3 separate regions of the Zea mays genome follow, and all the other regions are linked to region 1. Evidence: chromatin contacts called from public Hi-C data. All regions are on one chromosome and are shown on one strand. Each heading gives the region's core, a stretch centred on a gene start, on an enhancer-like site or on the middle of the called end of the contact. The rest is flanking DNA. Distances are from core to core; before and after follow the strand shown.

Region 1 (4,633 bases), core at 1,376-3,875:
TTTCTAAGTATTGCTATCTGAAAGGGAAATGTGCCCTTGGGCCATTTCTAAGTATTTTGGTGATTGAAGTGCCAACACAAGTGCTTTGTGCTAATCTATGCAAAGTGGTGGACAAAGTGCAAATCATGTCAAAAGGTATGTTTCTAGACTTAGTACATTGTTTTATGGACTAATGTATTGTGTCTAAGTGCTGGAAACAGGAAAAATCAAGTTAGAAAAGAGATGGCTTTGTTCAGCCAAAGTCTGCTCAGTCTGGGTTCACCGGACTGTCCGGTGGTGCACCGGATAGTGTCCGGTGGTGCACCGGACAGTGTCCGGTGCACCAGGCTGGCTCTGGCGAACAGGCTGCTCTCGGGACTTCGACGGCGGTGTACGGCTAAAATTCACCGGACTGTCCGGTGGTGCACCGGACTGTCCGGTGGGCCATTCACAGGCGAACTCGTCGCTCTCGGGAAACCATCAACGACGTACGGCTAAAATTCACCGGTCTGTCCGGTGGTGCACCGGACTGTCCGGTGAGTCAACGGTCAGCCGGGGCAACGGTCGGCCGAGGATTCCGCGCGTGACGCGTGGCTGAGCCAACGGTCACATTGGTGCACCGGACTGTCCGGTGTGCACCAGACAGTGTCCGGTGCGCCAACGGCTCTCAGACTCCAACGGTCGGCTTCGTCAAATAAGGAAAGCAATCTGCACCGGACAGTGAACAGTGGATGTTCGGTGGTGCACCGGACTGTCCGGTGCGCCAGTCGACAGAAGGCAAGACCTGCCTTCCAAGATTGCTCTCAACGGCTCCTAGCTGCCTTGGGGCTATAAAAGGGACCCCTAGGCGCATGGAGGAGTATACCAAGCATTCTTACAACATTCCTAAGCACCAAGACCTCGATTCCGCGCATTTGTTTCTTTGTGATAGCATATAGAGCTCTAGTGGAGTTGTGAACTCATTGAGTTGTGTTGCGAGCTCTTGTTGCGACTTGTGTGCGTGGTGACACTCTGATTTTTGTGTCTTGTGTGCGTTGCTAATCCCTCCCTTGCTCCGTGCTTTTTTGTGAACTTCAAGTGTAAGGGCGAGAGGCTCCAAGTTGTGGAGATTCCTCGCAAACGGGATTAAGAAAAGCAAGCAAAACACCGTGGTATTCAAGTGGGTCTTTGGACCGCTTGAGAGGGGTTGATTGCAACCCTCGTCCGTTGGGACGCCACAACGTGGAGTAGGCAAGCGTTGGTCTTGGCCGAACCACGGGATAACCACCGTGCCATCTCTGTGATTTATCTCTTGTTGGTTATTGTGTTTTGTTGAAGACTCCTCTCTAGCCACTTGGCGGTTATTGCGCTAACACTTGACCAAGTTTTTGTGGCCTAAGTTTTAAGTGTTACAGGATCACCTATTCACCCCCCCTCTAGGTGCTCTCACTATCTCTACCACAAAAGGAATTATACAACATAAGTTCCAATCCTATATTCTAAACTAAGAATAGAAAAGATTGTAACTTAAGTAATCAATGTAAATGCAGAAGCTAAAGAGCAAAAGTAGAGATTTCAAACTCCCGTGGACGCGTCGATATTTTTACTGAGGTATCCGGAACCGTGCAATGTCCCGACTAATCCTCGCTGGTGTCCCTATGCAAAGGTAGCCAACGCGAGGGCCAAACATCTAGTTGAGTAACTTCGTAGAGAGTCACGACCTTCTCCACACTCAAGTGGTGCTCCACTTCAGGCCTCCTCTCAAACGCTCTCCGCCGTCTTCACTATCAAGCTTCTGTCCGAAACACCGTGGGCGTCGTTCCCTCCGGTACACGGTGACGGACGCACCACAAATGCGGCTGGTGTGGTCTCGCAAGACTCTTGCCCCACTCGGTACAATATTACAACGGCTCGCGCAAGAGCTGATGGGTTTTGAGGGTTTTTTCTGAACTCACTTAAGCTAACTAGGAACAATCTAGAGCAAGCGCATAAGCGGGTGTTTGGTTTCACCCAACTAAAGTTTAGGGCTTAGAGCTTGTTCGGTTAGCTTTCAATCCATGTTGATTGAGTAGGATTATGTGGGTTTAAATCTCAATCAAGTCAAACTTCTTCTTAATTTTTTCCAATCCCATCCAATTTATGTGTAATGGGATAACCAAACAAGGCATTATTTGCTTGGGACCTGGTAAATCTGCCTGGGCCAGACACGTCCTCAGATCGTCGATTTCGAGTGCCTGGCAGTTGGATGCATCTGCATGGCCGGCACGCCTAGGCCAGGTCACCAACCAAACACGCCATTAGTCACTGCCGTATCGACTGCTTAATAACAATTGCGAGTATTAAATATAGTTTAATTATAAAACTAATTGCATGGATGAAGACTAAAAAACAAGATTAATTTGTTAAATCTAATTAAGCATATATTTAATATTCATTTAATATTCAAACATGTAATATGACACGAACTAACCTTTATTAGAGAAATCAAATACCTAATTAGTGTTATATTAAATGTTTGAATATTAATTATGAGTGTTAAATATAAATTTAATTAGATTTAATAAATTTGTCTTATCTTTTAGTCTTCAATAATATAGTTTTCAATAATTATATGATAGTTAATATATGTAATTATCAATCAAATAAACGTTTGATATGATATGTACTGAGTTTTAGTACTAGTATGAACCAAACAGCCAAGCCTTACTGGTGTGCCTGGCACGCAGGCCGCGTGGATCCTGCACAGCCGGACCACAAAACCCCGCCCCACCAGGCCACCACGGACAACCACACCCCTCCAGTCTCCACCCTGCTCCGCTCTTGCTCCCGCTAGTTGCAGTTCGTCGCCGGCCGCAACCCCTCTCCCCCGCCGTTTGGGGTTCGCCTCCGTCGCTGCTGCAGGAGCTAGGGTTTCCGGCGTGGGCAACCGGGGTATGTGCAGCAGCTGCCGCACTGCAGGATCTAGGGTTCCGACGACTCCGCTCACGGATGGAGGGTGGTAGAAGGGCGAGCGAATCCCTCTCGGTACATCTCCATTCCTCCTTATGTTTTTCTTCTTCACGCGGCGTGCCTCGCTTCTGTGCCGCAGTGTGCGAGGCTTGTAGTGGGTCATCCGGGGCGCGCGCCTGTAGCTTGGTGCCTTGGTGGTTTAGGGTTTGGGATGGGTGGCGCTTGAGCTTAGCCACCTTGTTTTCGGGTTGTTTTGAAGGCGTAGTTACGGATTACAGCTTGGCACTCGGAATTAGGGTTTGGAGCCTTTTATTTTCAGTAGCCTCGTGTGCTTTGCGGTCAGACTGGTTGAGGGCTTGGTTCAATCCGACTGCTGTAAACCAAAGCTTTACTTGCAAGTAATGTTTTGCTGGGAGTTCAGTGCTAGTGAGCGCATGGTCCTGGGGTCAAAATGCACCGCACATGTTCTATTCATCAGCCAGGAGGGGGTATGGTCTTAGTTGACGGAGAATGCTCTAGAAAATGTAGAATTTGCACTTCACTTTTGGCGTTTTTAAAACAGCCACACATATGTTCAGTGCGAATTGCAATTTTGTGCGGGTCATTTGGTATGCAACAATCATCATTACTGGGTACTAGGTGGCAGTCTTATAGAGACGTCTGAGATGCTGCCTACTGCCTAAAATACTATCTCGCTCTCTCACATACACTGATATACACTCACACATGTTTTGTGCAATGATTTTCACACATCTGCCTGGGTAGTTTTGCTCCCATATATGAATTATGTTATATATAAATATGGTTCTCCGATATTTTTTGCTTGTATTTTGTAGGCATACACCCATGGATCATGATGATACTGATTTTCAGAGCCAAAACTTTCAACTAGCTGGTGAAGGCAGTAACAAATTCTCATCAGGTTTGCGACCATTTGCACTACCAAAACTTGATATTGAGGACCAATTACAAGGCCATCTTCGATTTGATAATTTGATAGATACAGAAGCATTTTTCAGTGTACAAGGGCACGGGAATAGTTGGATTGAGGTTCTGTCCACTGGAAGCAGTGTTGTTGATTTTAGCTCTAGCGCAGCTGAATCTTGCTCAATATCTAAAACTAATAATGTCTGGTCAGAGGCAACATCCACTGAATCTGTCGAAATGCTATTGAAATCGGTGGGAGAAAATGAGACAACTGGTGACATGGATAATAATGCCCACCTTAAGTTAAGTGGTATGGACAGTCAAATTGATCAATCGAGTGTCCATCCTAAATCTAGTAACTCCCTGCCAGATAGTACTGTAGTGCCAACTGAGGAAGATCAGTCTTTGAGTACTCATTCTAGAATGACAGACGATCTTGATCGTTCTCAGATATCTCATTCTATAATGACTGCCGACCTTTCAAACACCGAGAGTCAGCTTGAACATTTTCGGCCTTTCTTAATGGACAAGAAAGCTGAGCAGGCAGTGGATTCTGTTGGTGAGAAGTGCATTGCAGGTGAGAAGTTGTCCTCTTCAAACAACGCACCAGGAAGCTACCCAGCCATTGACAACTATTTTGGGGCAGGTCATGATGATCGTTCTTTGGACAAACTTAATATACCCTCAACTGGAGTAGATTCAAAGAACTTGAATAATGAACCTTTCCCAGAGTTGGCTCCCCTGCAGAACATATATACTGATTCATATCACTTCAAGGAAGATACTACAGAATCCGAGG
Region 2 (4,633 bases), core at 743-3,242, 220 kb before region 1:
CGGACAGTCCGGTGCGCCACAGGCTGGTGCATATCTGTTTTGCTCCAAGGTTGTAGAATTCCCCCAAGGTCTTTTTCTTTGTATGTATAAATGAACTTTATGCACCTGAGAAAAATATCAACTAGGCAAACTAGTTAGTCCATAAGATTTGTGATAGATGTCAAACACCAAAATCGATTATATGAAATGTTTGAGGCCATTTCTCTTTCAAGCCTTAACTCTTATTTGTTGATGAGCATTACACTACACATGGCCCCCCACCGTAAGTGAGCTCATGCACATTATTTTCCATACTTACTGAGCGATGAACGTATGTGAGCTCACTCTCGCTATAAAACTCTCCCCACATGTGAAGAGCAGGTATCCCCTGATGAGGACTACTACGATGAGTTCGATGAGATCTAAACGTCGTCTCTCAGTTAACTGTTGGTGCCAAGGATATAATTATATTAGTTCGGTTTAGTTATTATCAACTATTGTGTAAGACATTCTCGTTATGCAATAAAGATTATGACATTTGTCTCTATACATCGAGTCATTATATGTGTTGATCTTGTTTGTCGCACATATAAGACGTACCTGGGGTTGGCCTTAAAACCGGGTGTGCCATAAATGAAGACTAAATAACACAATAAAAGTCTAATAAGTAGTTTATGATTCAGCTATGTGAAGCTATAGTAAATATTTACTAGTCATAGATTAATTATGCTTAATAAATTTATCTCATCGTTTAGTCTTACATGTGTAATTAGTTTTTATACTACTATATTTAATAGTGACATTTAAACTAAACTTTAGTCATGTAAAATCAAACACGGAAACACCCAAACATGACACGACGAGTCATCAGTAAATAGCAACGCAAATTTGGAACGTGTCTTGTTCAGAAATAGTTGCTCGTCGTACGGGCTCAGCTTTAACCCTTGCCATAATAAATCAGCTTCATGAAAGGCGCATGCAAACGCAAGGCTGTGTGGCCTACTGGGAGTAGCTCTTGTCCTGGCTTGTTCAATCGGTAGTCGGTACTCGACTACTCGGTAACAACAGCGGTTGATCGCATGGGTAGACAGGGAGAAAAATATGTGCGCGTATGCTCCACCAAAGTCAACATGTGACAGTCAGTCACCAGACAGGCAGGCACACGTAGGACGTGAGGCAGGCAAGTAGGCGAGGGAGAGGGTCTCATTAACTTCGACATTCATAACGTCACCTACCTCCTTCGTGATCCTCTGCCACTTCGCCAGTATATAGCCGCATGACGGCATTCCACGCCCACGGTCGTTGCATGTTGTGGTGGCAGCGTTTGGTGAAGAATCCACTAGGCAGCTGCAGCTCCAAACGGTCAAGAGGAATGCATCAGAAAGAGTTTGATGATTGACGAGAGGAGAGGGCTACATCATGTCCATGACAGGCATAAGCTATGGAGTCCATCCCTATTGATTATTTCTGGTTTGGAGGGCCAAAACGACAAATATACATGCAAAATTCGACTCTCTTGATGCTGGTCAAGGATGTTAGGCACAGTGGGCAGTGGCACTCGCACTAAAAACAGTAGTAGCAGCAAGCAGCGGCAACCCCCTTCGTCCCTAGTCAACCGTACCAGTAGAACGTCGCCCAGTTTTGAGAGGTACCAGACCTGAGTGCGGGGGCAGCGCAGTCATTAACGCGGCTCACCCACCAACCTCAACTCTTCTCCTTGGGATCATCCTTCTCGTCCGAACCCCCACCCCCACCCACCGCCTCCCGGCAGCGTAGTTACTCCCCTCCCTCGCCATCAATCCTCCTCCCCCTGTTCGCTGTGCAGTGCTCAGTGCATGCCACTCCCGTTTCTCCCTCCACCACCATTCACCACCACCAGTGCCACTGCCACTGCCACACACCCACACCGAATTACGCGGCGGCCCTGCGCGCAGGATGCTCTTTGCCTGCCTGCCTGCCTGCTACTGCTCATCTCTGCCCATATAGCGCGCGGCTAGCAGCTTCCGGATGGACGCGTGCGATGTAGCAGTGGCCAGCTACTCGGCAGCAGCGCTCGCTCTCTAGACGCTTGGGCTTGGCACGCCGTCGCCGAGATCATCCATGGCCGGCGCAGGCCAGGAAGAAGAAAAGGTGGAGCACGAGGGAGAAGAAATGGTGGCCGGCCGGCAGCAAGGATCGTCGCGCGGCGCCGTGGAGCAATGCGGCGGCCAAGCACAGCCTGCCGTCACCGCTCCATGCTCGTCCAAGGTTCGTACGTCGTCGTCGCTGTCACTGCACTGCACGCATCACGGGAGGGCGTGGGTTTCTTAGTGCTGACAGGGCTAGCTTTCCTCGTTGAATTCACTGCCAGAACCCGCCGGACGCGAGGAAGCCTTACGCGACTCCGGAGGGGTGCTCCGTCCACCCGGGGCCGCCGCGGGATCAACGGCCCAACGCGTCGCCGAACCACCGCGTGTCCCTGGAGAACGACGTGAGGACATCAAGAACACCCCCTCGCCGTCTCTGATCTGGGTCTGCTCGTCTAGTAACTAGCTGTTTATGAGTTCTGGCAGGTTAGGCAGCTGCAGCTGCATTTGCGTCAGGAGAGGTCTGTCCGGGTCATGCTCGATCGGGCCATTGGCCGGGCGTCCAGCGCGCTGTCTCCTGGCCATAGGCATTTCCGGGATTTCCCGGCGCAGGTATGGCCGGCTGACTCATCGGCCGTTTGCCACCTCCTCAGTTTTTGTTTTCTCCTTCGTGGGAGTTGCTTTGCCGCTAACTCGCGCATCTCACGTGACACTCAGGTTAGCTGTAGATTGCTCATTTGCATATACAGTGCTCTCGAGTTTGTCTGGATTGGGCATGCATGGAAATTCAGCTGTCTAATAAAATGACAGCTGTGAAACCACCGGCATCGAAATCCAGGCATATATTTTTATTTTTTCTATTTTTGTTTCCATTATTGACAGCTAGTTTGTCAAGCTTGATGCCAGCTCAAATACACAGTTGCCCAAGACAGGGGATTATGCAAGGGACATCCCTCCTACTCCATACACTTCCTCCGTTTCAAATTAGAACATGAATGGTTTTTTTTTTTGCGAGAGTCAAGATATTTTAGATTTAATCAAAGCCATCAAAATAAATCACAAAGATTTATAATATCATCATCATTATTTTATTATATAAGTTTGGTCAAATTCGAGATGTATATCACACACTCCATTTCCCCAACCAAGTTAGCTAGGATGACATAGTTTGGAATGGAAAGAGTACCGTTACTCAGTGGCGGATCCAGGATTGATCCAAGAGGGGGCTACTAAGCTAAGGTTATAAAATTTTTTAAACCAAACAAAAAATATAATTGATGTTTAATATGACACAAAAAACAAGATATAATTTAAACATTCATGAAATATGTAGCCTAAAAATAAGTCGATACAAATTATAAAATTACAATAATTAGTACATACCGTTCAGGAGTTGATGCTGCGAGACAAATCTATTTTTCAAGTTCTTAATCTTTGAAAATGTTCATAGCAAAGAAAGCTCTCTCAGAAATTTGTCCATCTTATTTCTATAAACATAAAATTTAATTTTATCAAATAATTTATTAAAATAGCAAACATGGAACTACTACTAAATAAATAATTAAAATCAAACTACCAACACCTAGCACACTGCAGACTGCACATGGTTCAAAACTTAAAATCAAAGCAAACAAGAGCATGTAACAGAGTACTACACTGCACCAACACCAAAGGCAGTAACACTAGCACACGCCCATGTTTGTTTCAGCTTTTTACAGCTTCTGGCCAACAAAAGCTGCTGCGGACTGCCAAACGCGTCAGCTTTTCAGCCAGCTTCTATAAAATTTGTTTAGGTAAAAACTATTTAAAATCAATATAAACATATAATCGGTTGAGTTGTTGAAATAGTAGGAATCCGTCACTTTCTAGATCCTGAGCCCTATGAACATCTTTATCTTCCTCCGCACGTAATCCTAATAATACTCAGATTCTCCCCACAGCCAGATTCTTCTCACAGCCAGATTCTCAGAAAAGCTGGTCAGAAAAAAGCTGAACCAAACAGGCCCCACGTCTCTTCACCTTCACTCACTGTCACTGCTTCACGGCTTTAGAAAATCAGCAGCCAGCACCCAGCAGCGCCAAGCCGTGAAGCCGCTCAGGCTTCGTACCTCCTCACCGGTCGCCGGTCAAAGCAGTCAAAGTAGTAAAAGCAGGAGCTCGCGAGGGTGAGCTATTAACTGGACGTCTGGACGGGAGGGTGAGCCTGCGGGAGCCGGAAGGCCGAGCGGCGTGCTGCTAGTGCCGCCGTGCCACGCCCCGAGACAGAGAGGTGGACTGCAGCTCCCACGACCGTGATGGAGCGTCGTTGGCTCGTCGCGCCGGACGCCGGTACTCACACTCGCAGACTCGCAGTCGTGGAGTCGCCGAGAGGCCGAGCGGCGGCTGGACGTCTAGACCGTGGACACGACTGAGGAGTGGACGTGACCTATTTTTTTGAGACGGTATGGACCTAACTCAGGAGCGGACGTGACCTATTTTTTTGAGACGGTATGGACCTATTCGCTTGAGTTCTTGGGCCGCGACCGGGGCTGCAGCCCACGCAGCCCTGGACGCAGATCCGCCCCTGCCGTTACTGGCGTTCTTATCAG
Region 3 (4,633 bases), core at 921-3,420, 130 kb after region 1:
GACATGCTACCCTCAATAGGCAACGAGCATGATGTCTCCAGTGAGCTGTTAACGGGTAATCCAAGCGGGGTCCGTGCTCCATTCGGTAGGAGTCGGCTAGCGGTCCGGATACACGCCCCAAAAGTACCCGCGGGTGATTCGCCTAGTCCCGAACTCGTTAACGAATCGCTCTCGAGTGTCTTGTATATGTCTTAGGGTACCTCAGGATCGTAGCCTGAGCCTTGGCTATGTACGGTTGTACCCATAGTCGTCCCTGACTCTGTGCTCTAAGCAGGGTCGTTCCTGACTTTTCGGAGGCCCATTGCGAAATCCGATATGGAGGCCCCATACACACAAATATATATAATTATACATGTAGTATCGAATATTTGACGTATAAAAATTATTATGCATTGTTTTGAAGTTTATAAGATAACAAATATAAAATATAGTCAAAAATACTTACTTGTTATCTGATACCATTAAAAATATCTTCTAACATTTTGTGATACAAAAGTCATCGCTTATATTATTGAGGTCAATCTCATCCAACAACTTTTTTCGATATATAGAATCAGCAAGCCATTTAACCTCTATTGAGTTATTGTTGACCATAAATAGGTCACAAAAATATTTCAATTTTAAAAAGCTTCTCTTTGTCGATGCAACCATCATGTGTATAGTAAATAATACCCTCTCTATATCAAAATAAAATTTGTTTTACTTCTTTAGTGGATTCATCATTATATAGTTGAATATAAACATAAAAATCAAGAGCTAAAACAAATACTATTTTGAAACGGATGGAGTATTCGATAAGTAATTGAGACATTAGTTTAATAATCTAAACGAAATTGATTGATAGCATATCGCTCTTTGCGTATTTGTGTTTAGAATATATATGTTTAACAGAAAAAAATGCTAACGTTCGTTGACTAAGGGGCCCTCTGTTTTTGGGGGCCTGATGCGGCCGCACACCCCTTCGGTACGGCCCTGGCTCTAAGGCGGTTATGAAGCCCTTCCGAGGGGCCAACATTCGAACCTATGATCAGTAATTGGCTCGGAGCCCACTCGTCTCGAGGCGGTTTCCCGAACCCTATCGAGGGCCCGACCTTCGAACCCCTGAACAATACTATGCTTTCCCCTTTTTCCTTGAGGAAGGATGTCCGAGGTGAGAGGAGCCTTCTTCCCGTTATTTGCAAGGAGATGGAAAGGGAGGGAGAGGGAGAGGCACACCATTTGATGCGTAATACGAGGCGGTGTTTGCTGTCTGATGTCAGCCAACAGGAAGGGCAAGAAGGTTTTGTTCAGGAGATTTATTTGTGGCCTAAATTAGCGATATTTTTAGAAGTCCTAATTTACCCCTTCTTAGTTGTTCGTGTTCCTTTCATAGGCGACGGGCGGCGGTGCCCAATCAATTGAATCTTCTAAGGTTAGACTCGACGTAACGACTAACGAGAACATAGCTTACCGACAAGGAACTAGATCTCGAGGATAAATATTATGTCTACCTCTTTCAAGCTTCCACTACAAGTTAGTCTTAATATTGCATATTGTTTTTTATAATAATATTATGTAGAATTCTTTATTACTTGTTACACTTTTGTATATATATTTTTTATCTTAATTCATCTACTATGTTTTTGGTAAAGAGTTTTTTATAGACTATTTATGCTCCTCTTTTAGCCATCAAAATTCTATTAATAGATTTGGAAAAACGTTAAAAATCGGTCCAACCGATTGTTAAAAGTCGACTAAAGCAGATTTTATATAAAAGACGGTCGGTGTAGCCAATCTCTAGTGACGGTCTAATCGACTTTGCAATTTGTAATGGCTGATGTGACTAAGTTTGTTATAGTGATACTTGGTTTGGTCGAGTTTAATAGCTGACTGAAGTGGCTTGTCACTTTTAAGCGTCAACTCGACCGAGCTCAGCCATCGCAAGTAGGGGTGGTAATAAATCTTGATTCAAATGTTCTTCACGACTTGTTAGAACGCTAAATTAATTTAGTTAAAAATAAATAGAAATAGAACATAATACTAATCTGTTGTCACCCTTAATCGCAAGAGGACACCGAGGCCGGTGTCGCGATCAGATGACGCCCCCCCAAGACATGTCATTTGTGTGAAGGATGCGCGCCCCTCGCTGTTGACACCGCGCACCGAGCCGAGCAGCGGTCCGCATCGAGACGGCGACCACCGAAAGCGTTTGCGGTGGCGTGCTGCAGCTGACGGACGGGTGGAAGCCGTGGGTCGATAGGTCCACAGCAGCAGGGTTTCCAATTCCACCACGTCGAACTCGGTTTATTTGAAGCAACAATACGAGCAATGCAACCCAGGCTGATCGCCTAGCGTGTAGCAGTAGGGCACACCAAATTCTCACAATCTTTACTAGCGTTCTTGCTGCGCTGCTTCATTTTCGTAACGTACAGTTTCTAAAACTTTTGAGTGTTGTAACTGGAAAGAGCATCTTCAATATTTTGGCTTAGAGCTAATTTAAGAATTTTATAATTATTAAATAATGTAAAAAGACAAGAGACTAGCGTGAACTTAAAGGTGCGTTTGGTTGTAATGACAAAATAAGATGGAATAGAACGATTCTTTAAATGCGGTTGTTTGGTTCAGGGTCAGGAGTTGGAACAGAACTATTCCAGTGTTATAACAGTTGTCCCTCAAAATTAGAGAGACGAGAAAAGACATCAAAAAATATCCTTGTCCTGCCTGCTCCAGCTATCCCGCAACCAAATGAATGGAGATAGGCTCACACACTTTACGATCTATTTCTTTCTCACAGGACCTAAATGTTAGCGTATCAATCTACAGTCACATTCAAGGCAGGGTTACAGGCACGATATTTGTTTCCTCCTATGTACATGTCGTAGCCATAGGCTGAGAGGCGTAACTACAGGGATTTATTCCCATGTTGCATTCAGGTCATGTTTGTTAGCTTCCTTTCTCTCCAGCCTCTGTGTACTTCTATTTAAACAAACCAGCCTGTTGAATAAAGTTCATCGCGTTGAGTATTTCTCGGCTTCCACTAAAAATGCTCGGATCGATTTCCAACTACCATAGATTGCATAATGTAAGTCACATTATAAATATGATTAAGAGAAAATAGTACGAAGAGACGAGTTTTTTCTAAAGAGTCCGTCTTTTATATATTTTTTTCATTTAACTCCTTAAAAATCTTTAAAGGACCCATATTAAATTGGTTTGTACATGCTTTTATATTTATTAGCTTAGAATTAGTGCTAAACTGCTAACTCATACTGTGGGCGGGGGACAGTGATCTAGCTCTACTGTTATTTCATGATTTTTTTTCTTGTGTACTGCTGATATATGTCCCTTTCTTTACATGGACAGATTAGAAGAATTTTACATGCGTTACCGTGTGGCAGAGATGCGTATGTTGCGCTGGATATGTGGCCACACAAGGAGAGATCGAGTCCGGAATGATGATATACGAGAGAGAGTAGGAGTGGCGCCAATTGAGGAGAAGCTTATGCAACATCGCTTGAGATGGTTTGGACATATCCAACGAAGACCTGAAGAGGCACCAGTGCATATCGGAATAATTAGGCGTCCCGAAAATGTGAAGAGAGGTAGAGGTCGACCAACTTTGACGTGGACAGAGGCTGTGAAGAGAGACCTGAAGGAGTGGAATATTGACAAAGAGCTCGCCGCAGATAGGAAGGGGTGGAAGTGTGCAATTCACGTGCCAGAACCCTGATTGATAGTTTCGCTTTTCCTCCTTAATCGTTTGACCTTTTCTTGTGTCCATTTTAGATCTTGCTGGTCCTTGTGGGTTTTATCTCTTTTATGTGTTTCCCCGTTTCGTTGTTTTCGGTTCTCCTTTGCCTTTGTTTCCCTTTTCTGTTCTTTGGGGGTTGAGCTCTGAGGTTTTCATACGGGGTTTCATCTCTAGCCTACCCCAACGTGCTTGGGACAAAAAAGGCTTTGTTGTTGTTGTTGTTGTTGTTACCGTATGGATTTCTCACGTGTTTTGCTATCTGAATTAGCAATTGATTTCTCTCATATTCTTACTACTACTATTATTATAGAGCACAAAATATTTAAAACTTAAGTGTAATTTAGGGGGTGTTTGTTTCTAGGAACTAATTTTTAGTCTCTCAATTTTATTCTATTTTAGTCACTAAATTGCTAAATAAAAATTTTAGTTTCTGTCTTTAATAATTTAAGAACTAAAATAAAATAAAATAGAAGAATTAAAAATTAGTCTCTAAAAACCAAACACTCCCTTAATAACGAAAGTAGCTAGTTGCTTACTGGACAGCACCGAAATTATGGTGTTTATAGATCTAATCGAAGGGGCATAATATTATTTTCGACGCTGAAAAGAGTTTGTCGTGATAAAAAAAGTATCGTACGTAGTTTTCATTTCATTCTCCTAGCTAGGTTGTTCATATAGGCTATTTTCATGGGGAGATATCCAAATCCAAATTAGCAGTGATATTTTAGTAAGCAATAGAGAAACGTCACTACATGACAGAAGATCATTTTCGGCACTGTCACAGAAAATAAGCTATACACTACTGAAAATAGTTAATTTTCGACAGTATATAATCTATTTTCAGCTGTCAGAAAGCTTCTAGCCGCAAAAAAGCCGAAAGTTAGTTTTATTTTCAGCGGCTAC

The links. Hi-C and Micro-C count contacts between places; a contact is called where the count stands out from the background.
Region 2: a Hi-C map of leaf shows a contact between it and region 1, with 7 times the contacts expected there. The contact joins the promoter of LOC100194247 here to the promoter of LOC103637646 in region 1. A contact is called at or near these places in 8 of 25 Hi-C or Micro-C datasets (bundle sheath, ear, endosperm and 3 more).
Region 3: a Hi-C map of bundle sheath shows a contact between it and region 1, with 1.8 times the contacts expected there. The contact joins the enhancer-like site here to the promoter of LOC103637646 in region 1. A contact is called at or near these places in 6 of 25 Hi-C or Micro-C datasets (bundle sheath, ear, endosperm and 2 more).

What each region holds. Positions count from the first base shown.
Region 1 is chr1:91,708,901-91,713,533 of Zm-B73-REFERENCE-NAM-5.0, forward strand. LOC103637646 (G2484-1 protein) reads left to right here and starts at 2,626. Exons shown (of 17, transcript XM_008660081.3): 1 at 2,626-2,982; 2 at 3,744-4,633. The coding sequence starts at 3,754.
Region 2 is chr1:91,484,898-91,489,530 of Zm-B73-REFERENCE-NAM-5.0, forward strand. It overlaps LOC100194247, which reads left to right and starts at 1,993. Exons shown (of 10, transcript NM_001139288.2): 1 at 1,993-2,226; 2 at 2,330-2,449; 3 at 2,532-2,657. The coding sequence starts at 2,080.
Region 3 is chr1:91,837,746-91,842,378 of Zm-B73-REFERENCE-NAM-5.0, forward strand. No RefSeq gene overlaps it. Among protein-coding and RNA genes, the nearest start is that of LOC103637649, 52 kb to the right of the region's middle. Within about 2 kb of position 2,171, at least 12 of the 20 cell types and tissues checked have an H3K27ac peak or open chromatin away from gene starts, as enhancers often do. A contact at or near this core is called in bundle sheath, endosperm and leaf, where this site is marked.